2 separate regions of the Mus musculus genome follow, and region 1 is linked to region 2. A link is a contact called in public Hi-C data. All regions are on one chromosome and are shown on one strand. Each heading gives the region's core, a stretch centred on a gene start, on an enhancer-like site or on the middle of the called end of the contact. The rest is flanking DNA. Distances are from core to core; before and after follow the strand shown. Region 1 overlaps Dpysl2 (dihydropyrimidinase-like 2). Region 2 has its middle 22 kb from the start of Gm41184.

The links. Hi-C and Micro-C count contacts between places; a contact is called where the count stands out from the background.
Region 1: a contact with region 2 is called in a Hi-C map of muscle stem cells, with 1.8 times the contacts expected there. The contact joins two enhancer-like sites. A contact is called at or near these places in 2 of 484 Hi-C or Micro-C datasets (muscle stem cells and nephron progenitors) and 1 of 115 datasets of contacts at active chromatin or transcription factors (fibro-adipogenic progenitors).

What each region holds. Positions count from the first base shown.
Region 1 is chr14:66,850,514-66,854,526 of GRCm38.p6, reverse strand. The region is part of intron 3 of Dpysl2 (dihydropyrimidinase-like 2); the gene reads left to right. Among named protein-coding and RNA genes, the nearest start is that of Gm5464, 16 kb to the left of the region's middle. Within about 2 kb of position 2,141, at least 37 of the 459 cell types and tissues checked have an H3K27ac peak or open chromatin away from gene starts, as enhancers often do. A contact at or near this core is called in fibro-adipogenic progenitors and muscle stem cells, where this site is marked.
Region 2 is chr14:66,492,704-66,496,365 of GRCm38.p6, reverse strand. No RefSeq gene overlaps it. Among named protein-coding and RNA genes, the nearest start is that of Gm41184, 22 kb to the right of the region's middle. RefSeq lists an enhancer at 1-3,625. Within about 2 kb of position 1,520, at least 127 of the 459 cell types and tissues checked have an H3K27ac peak or open chromatin away from gene starts, as enhancers often do. A contact at or near this core is called in fibro-adipogenic progenitors and muscle stem cells, where this site is marked.

The sequences.
Region 1 (4,013 bases), core at 892-3,391, 360 kb before region 2:
TAGCAATCCACGTCTACCTATTACCTGCCTATATTTATCATCTATCTTTTTTCTGTAATCTATAAGTTGTCTATAATATATATCTGCCACTTATCTTTATCTATCTATCTATCTATCTATCTATCTATCTATCTATCTATCTAACCTAAGTATCTATGTATATATGTATGTATGTATGTATGTATGTATGTATGTATGTATCTGCCATCTGTTGAATCTATTGGGAAATATCTCTCTCTCTCTCTCTCACACACACACACACACACACACACACACACACACACACACACACACACCTACTTACCTACTACCCTGGGCTATTATGACAAAATATCATATGGGGCAGTTTATAAACCACAGAAATCTACTTCTCAGAGTTGTGGATGCTGGGGAGTACAGCATCAAGACATGAGAAAATGTGATGTCTTGTGAGGGCCTGTTTTATGAGTTATAGACACTGTGCCCTCACATGGTGGAAATTGTTGGGGGGTAGTTATGGCAGCGTTAGCAGTTCTATGATCACTTCCTAAAGCCCCGCCTCCTAATGCTATCCTCCTAGGGGTGGGATTTCAACATAAGAAATTTGGGGGGGGGGCACTACTCTTCTCCAGGTCATAGCTCAGTCTGTGACCCATCCATCTATCTCCTGTCTGTCTTTTATCTATTCATCTCTTTTAATTAATCTGTCACATATGCATCGATCTACTGTGTTTATTGGCATCTCTGTAATTTACTGTAGTATTAAATGTGTCTGTACCTATTTATAATCTATTGAATTACCCATCCGTGTGTCTTGTCTGTCATTCATCGAAACTGTCTCTCCCATCAGTCATCTGTCTGTCTCTTCCGAATGGAGGATGCAGTCACCTACTGCCTGAATGTGTGCTGAGACACAGTATTTGATAAGATCAGGAAGAGTTCAAAGTCTGTTTTGTGGCGAAGCCTATGTAAAGCAGTTCCTCTTGGCTTTGTAGATGTAAATTTGTGCCCAGGACACTTTCCTCACTGGATCTCAGTTGTCTTTGGAAATCCAAGAAGGCCAGTGCTGCGCCTCTTCTGAGCTGCTGTGCACACTGAGCCCTGTGGTTTTCATGGTGGACCTGTTACCTGGTCTGTATCTTAGTGTCCATTTCGCCATGAGCTGGTACTAGCATCCTCTGCTCCACCCTCCTGTCCTGTAACTTGGTGAGGATCCTAGGATACAGTCCCGAGTCTTTCTTCTGCCAGCCTTAGTGACAGATCCTTTCCAGTGGGTATTTTGGCTAAGGAACCATTTAGTCATATAGTGCCTACAACTCAGGGAAGTGGGCTTGGGAAGGGCCTGACAGAAAGCAGAGCTCTGTCTCTTCTGGGTGGACACTGCGGGCTGTGTCTTCCTGTCTCATAGCATCAAACCAGAGGATGACATCATGGCTCCCATGGTGCCGTGAGTGGCTGGTTCCGGAAGGTGCTATAGCAGACACCTCTACTGTTCTTCTTTAGCTGGTAGTTGTTACTATCATTATTTATTCTGCACCTTAATTCATTATCAATACAAATCATAACAGATAAAGCCAGGCTGAATACAGCCACTATTAAACCTGGGAGGGAAAGAAGGTTTCTCTTCAGGGTTTGAACTGGGGACCTGATAGGAAGTCACAGCTTAAGTAAGGAGTCTTGGTTGTGTGTTGGGTCATTTTGTGCAACTCCGTGGAACATCTCTAAGGACAAACATTTAAGGTCCTGTCTGATGGATGCACTTCAACCTATTTCCTATTAATGTAACATCGGGGCAAGGTGCAGGCCAGACTGACCCAAACAAAGGAAGGCATGTGTGGACTATTAAGGTGCTCTCCTGTTTTGTTCCCTTGTCCTCTGACGAGCTCTGCCAATGACCTCACAGATGCTTTCTGGACCTTCTCCATAGACATACAATACCCGGGAAGAAAGTTTATTTGCAAGTAGAGATTATTAATTAAGTGCTCTGAGAATTTGCAAACCCTGGGCCCTCATTTCCTGTCCTGTCCTCCCTTTGACCTTGAAGGTCAAGAGCTGACTACCCAGCTAGGACTGAAGGATTGGGAGGAAGCCCAGAGATGACTACGGACTTGCTTCATTACTGTGAGTCTAGCTAAGGTTCCGATCCAAGCTCCGACATTGTGCAGATAGGAGTCAGAGAGGTCACGCAGCAAGGAAGCGAGGCAGCCAGCACTAGAGGTCCACAGAGCTCCACATCTGCAGTGCTGGGATTTTATTGACCACCACCACGTCCAAATTTTCTGCATTTACTCTGGGGATTGATCTCAGCTCTTCAGATTTGTACGGCAAGCACTTAATCAAATAAGCTGTTTTCTCAGCTAAAAGGGTTTGATTTTTTCGTTTGTTTGCTTGCTTTTTAACAATTAGAATGTGCGTGAACGCCACAGAAACCCTGAGCACATCCCTTACTTACTTTGAGTTGGCCGGCAGCATCAGGCTTCTGTCCAGTCCCCTGTCTTGCCAGCAGCAGGAAGATTCTAGTATTCAGGCTTTATCCTGCATTTCCAACCAACCATCACTTCAAAGTGCCTTTCCCTTTTCTGTAATATAGAGGGCGAAAATGATCAGCTATTGGACATCTCCCACTAAGAGGGAGGCTACACCCGTGGGGAGAGGCTTGCCACCATGGTGGTCTACCGACTGCCTTTGGTCTCTCCACAGTAGCCCTGCCTCCATGACCTAGATTTCTCCTGCATTCCTGAGTGCTGTTTGGACAGCAGTCCCCAATAGTGACTTATGCTATGAATTCACCAGCCTAAGTGAATCCCACTTGGGAGAGGCCCCAGCCCCTGTTCAATGTCAGGTGGAGCCAACTGCCCTCAGAGGATCCTTGACCTTGTCTGGGGCTCCTCTTTTCTAAGTCTCTGTGAGGTTTATCAGCTCATCCCTCCCTATACCTGATGGTGAAGCAAACAACCCTCGAATATGGTGTTTTGCTGTTGGGGGTGGGAGTCCGAGGACAGGGAGGAGCCCACCACCGTCTGGGCTTGGGCTGTTGCTCATAGCATTGTTTTTTCCTTTGTGTAGCTATCCCAGGGATTCACTAAGGAAACATGAGGTGCAGTGGAAAGAATTTGAGGCCTCCATCTCTCAAGGACGCATCTTAGAGAAAATCAGGAGACCTTAGTTCTGGGATAGACTGTTGCTTATTAGCTCCAGCAAGAAGCCCTCTATTTCCCCCTGGCTTTCCTTGCCTGTTGGAGGCCTTTCATGCCTCCTGGCATTTAGGAGAGGGTTCAGGGTGTGGTAGATTAGACAGAACTGGGCACGAGGCTGGGGTGGGTTACAGAGGTGGAGCGAGGCAGTCCATCAGCTCTCCTCTGACAGCCCAACTGGTTTAGAGGAATGTCTGACTCTGGGAGATTTGGAGGCTAAATTTGATTTGTGATCTGACTTCTGTGTTGTTGAGAATTGTTTTACCACCCCTTCCTCAAACTCAAAGTGCTCCTCACTGTCCTGAAGTGACTTTTGTCCTGTTTGTTCCAGAGACACATTCTCTTTGTCACCTGATTTTTCTCTCTGGTTAAGAGCATTCAGCCGTGTGGCTACTGGAGACCACTTGTGTTCCGCCACTTTCTATGGCTCTAACTAAATAGCACGGACTAGGTCCTTTATAAAGAACAGAGGGTTTGGGGCTCACTGGTGAGAGTCTAGGAAATCCAGGAACATGGTGAGGGCATTTGGAGAGGGTAGTGGGGCTAGGGCAAAGCCATGGGAGGGAGGTGTTACATGGTGTGATATGGTCAGCCTTGTCCTCTCTTCCTCTTCTTACAAGATCACTAACTGATGGGGGCCCATCCTTATAACCTCTAGTCTAACCACTTCCTTAAGTCCCTGCTTCTGACACATCGTCAACATAAAAATCTAGGATGGAAATTTAAACACATTCACTTTGGGGAACTCAGTGAGCTTTGAGGTATTCATTCAAATCATAGCCGTGCTCCCACTCCCACCATCTATAGAAACAGCTTTTCTGCCTTCCTTTGAAGACCCTT
Region 2 (3,662 bases), core at 271-2,770:
ACCACTGAGCTATAGACCTGCCTCTCTGAACTTCTTTATTTAGAGACAGGCTCTCGCTACATTGCCTAGGCTGGCCTTGACCTCACTCTGTAGCCCATACAGGCTTTGAATTTGCAAGTGTCCTATTGCTACCCCCCACCCCCCACCCCCCACCCCTGAAATTGTAACTGCAATTTCAGGCCAGTGCCACTGGACTCCATCTCTGCACTCTGACAAGTTCTGCATCTTGCTCTTGGCTCTTGCTCATGCAGAAGAAAACTTCTCTGACTACGGCTGAGAGCAGCCTGGGTCTATGAGTATAAGCATAAATATTTAGAAGGCAATTTGATAGTATGGCCGTTTAGCCAAATAAGAGCAGTCAGCTCTATCCTAGGGTCCGTGACTTCCCAGGTATGGGCTTTGGACCAGGGTTTATTTGTTCACTTGGAGATAAGCAAATGTCATAAAAGCGGCACACACATTCTCTACAACTGTAGCTCATCCAGATAAACATCACCTGGTCATGGGACTGCAGTGGAGATCCTGCTTATACATTTTGGAGGATAAGAGAGATTGTCCCAGTCATTGTATCCTCTGCATGCTTCCACTTTGTTATTCTCTCTCTTTATTCCCCTCCCCCCATCCCATGCATTACAGGTAGGTGTGGTTTGCAGGATGTTGGGAATGGGATGGAAGAGAGGCAAGTGGAAAGAAAACCGAGTTTGGGAAAACAAAGCTGTCAAGGGTCAGAGAGCAGAGATTGGCTTTCACTTTTCTTTGGTGTTCTGGAATTCATGTTTTGAAATATTTTGAACCTAAAGGAGATGCACAGGAGACTCTTGGATGTGACAGCATGTTCATTACCTAGTCCATGGTGATAGGGTGGGTGTGTACACATGCCCAAACTCATCAAACTGTAACCAAGTATGTGTGGGTCTTGTGTATGTTCGCTATATTTCAGTAAAACTGTTTATTTGCTTGCTTGCATGTTAAGGAAACTGGTGTGCTGGAGAGATGACTCAGCAGTTAAAAGAAGCACTTACTGAATTGTAGAGGAAGAATTCAGGTTTCTAGTATCCATATTGTTGTGGCTCATAGCAACAAGTAACTCTAGCCCTAGGGGATCTAATGCTCTCTCTTGGCCTTTGTAGGCAAACACACACACACACACACACACACACACACACACAGAGAGAGAGAGAGAGAGAGAGAGAGAGAGAGAGAGAGAGAGAGAGAGAACATATATTCACACAAATACACAATCCTCAAAAATAAAAATAAATCTTAATTTTTTTCTTTCAAAAGATGGAAGTTATAAATGAGCTTAATTTTAAACGGTATTCACTCTTTCATTGAACGCCTGAAGTACCCACTGTGTGTCAGCCCTTTGCTAGACACTGGTGTAGAAGCGAGTTCTCATCTCTGATACATCTATCCACGAATGCACAAAGAGCACAGGGAGCTATCAGTACTGAGCTCTGATGGTGAAGCTTATGATAGGAGCTCCAAGTGCCATGGTAACCGCAGCAGGGGCTGGTCTGGCCTGGGGGCGGTCCCGGGCTGTGACTCATACAGCTATCAGTGACAAGCAGAGCAACCTCCCCCACAGACTTCAGCTGGAGGGGGAAAATCAATTTTCTTTGCCATCACCATCTTATTCACACATGAGTATGCCCTCATTCCTATTCACTTGCTCCTGAAAGCTGTCTCTTTTCAGTGGCTCCAAACACAAAGACTAAACAAAGGCGATTGCAGAAGGGCAGACAAAGCCAGAGAGAGCAAGTCTCATTCTCTGTAAATGCCAGATTTTCTGCATCAGTGGGGCTGCAGCTGTGACAAGCATCAGGCTGTTTCCTAAGGCGAGTATTTCCTAACACACCATGGAAAGAAAATATTAGTATCATCAGGGGGGACAGGCAAATAGGCTCAATTATTATAAAATTTTGTGGATAGACAATTTTTCACAATAAGAGGAATTTGGCATGTTGAATAAACATAGAAAATTATATTGTTAATATAAAGTATGGCCACATTTTTCTGCTTTAATCTACAAGCGGGTGAAGAACTAAGTCCTATTAAGGAATTTATCCTGCTGTTTTGTACGAGCTTCCGAATATAGTTGGCACATAAGGACCAACTATTCAGGTGCAGCAATTTATAAAGTGTCATTTCACCTATTTGGTTGTCCACTATCAAGTGGTCAGCCCAGAAATCATACACAAACAGACAACACTAAATAGACTGAGTAAGTTGTATCCATATATTTAAGAGAGGACAAAGCAGGGAAGGGTCACATGGTCAGATGGGGGAGATGATAGGGAAGCAGGGACCATGGTGTCATTTACACTTTAACTTGTTTGCAAAAGTTAAAAATTAATCTTAAAAAACCCAAACAAACCAACTGTAAGGAAATGTTATTCTGTGCACAGCAATTAGAGACCAAATCAATTCATCGCCTTTGTGTAGGGACTGCTGTGGGGGAGGCTACTTTTCCAAGCTGCTGATAAAGCGTGATGTGACAATCTGATTCACACCAGACTTAATCAGCATGGGCCAGGGAGTGTCTAGTCACCGAGTAGACACAGATCAGTAAATTAATGCCAGGTGAGTAATTAAAAGTGTTTCCTGGGTATGGATGACACCTCTGGACGCAGCATGAAATAGATCCCTTTGTATTCCACACCATGTTCTCTCCCAGCATGCCTCTGGCCTTTAGTCACTGAGAGACTAAATGTCTGCTGCAAAAAGCCTGGAGTTAGGAAATCTATCTATATTCTGGTCTCGAGATTACGGGAAGTTATTTGACCTTAGGAAATGGATAATAAAGTCCTAATGCTAACTTTGGTTTGCCCATCTGCAAAATTAAGGTGTTTAAGGCAGGATCAGGAAAGGACCAGAACAAAGGCATGCAGGTACGAGTCCAAGCGAAATGTCCCCATAGTCGTGCACAATATGATTTACATGTACTGATAAAATTCATGTTGGAATTGAGTCAAGGGATATCGAGAATAGAATTCACATTTATAAACCCATAAAAGCAAGCACAACTGAAAAGCCTATGTCTATGTCTGTGCATGTGTGTATAGATAATGAGACTTCCCTGCAAAAGGAAGTCACTTATTAAAGAATTCTACATCCCGGACATACAAGGACCTTTAAGGACCATGGAGCAATTCAAAGGAGGTAGTTAGAGATTGCTAATATATTAGGTTAACATAGGTTGAATCACTTTTCTAAACAAATGCATAATAGATAGAGAGAAGGCTGATAAATGGGACCCTAGTGTGAGGGCCAGAGGCACAGAATAATAGAGAAGCTTTGTTACTGAGACCTGTATCCAGGAGTAACTCACAGAGCCATCTGTGATGAACTCTAGTTGTAGAGTCCAGGCAGGAGGAGAGGGGAAGCGAGCACACTAAAGCACCACTGATTTGGAGCAAACAGGTGATTTTATTTATCATTTTTAATAATAGCTAACTTATTCAGTCTCTTTAATTGGGGTCTCAGCCATGCCACAGAACACATGGGCATGTCAGAAGAAAGTCTGTGGGAGTCTGTTTTTTCCTTCTACCATGTGAATCCCTGGGAATGAACTCAGGTGGTTAGACTTGGCTACAACCACCTTAACCCACTAAGCCATCTCCCTGGCTCTGAGTAAATGGTTTTAACAATGATTGTGTGTG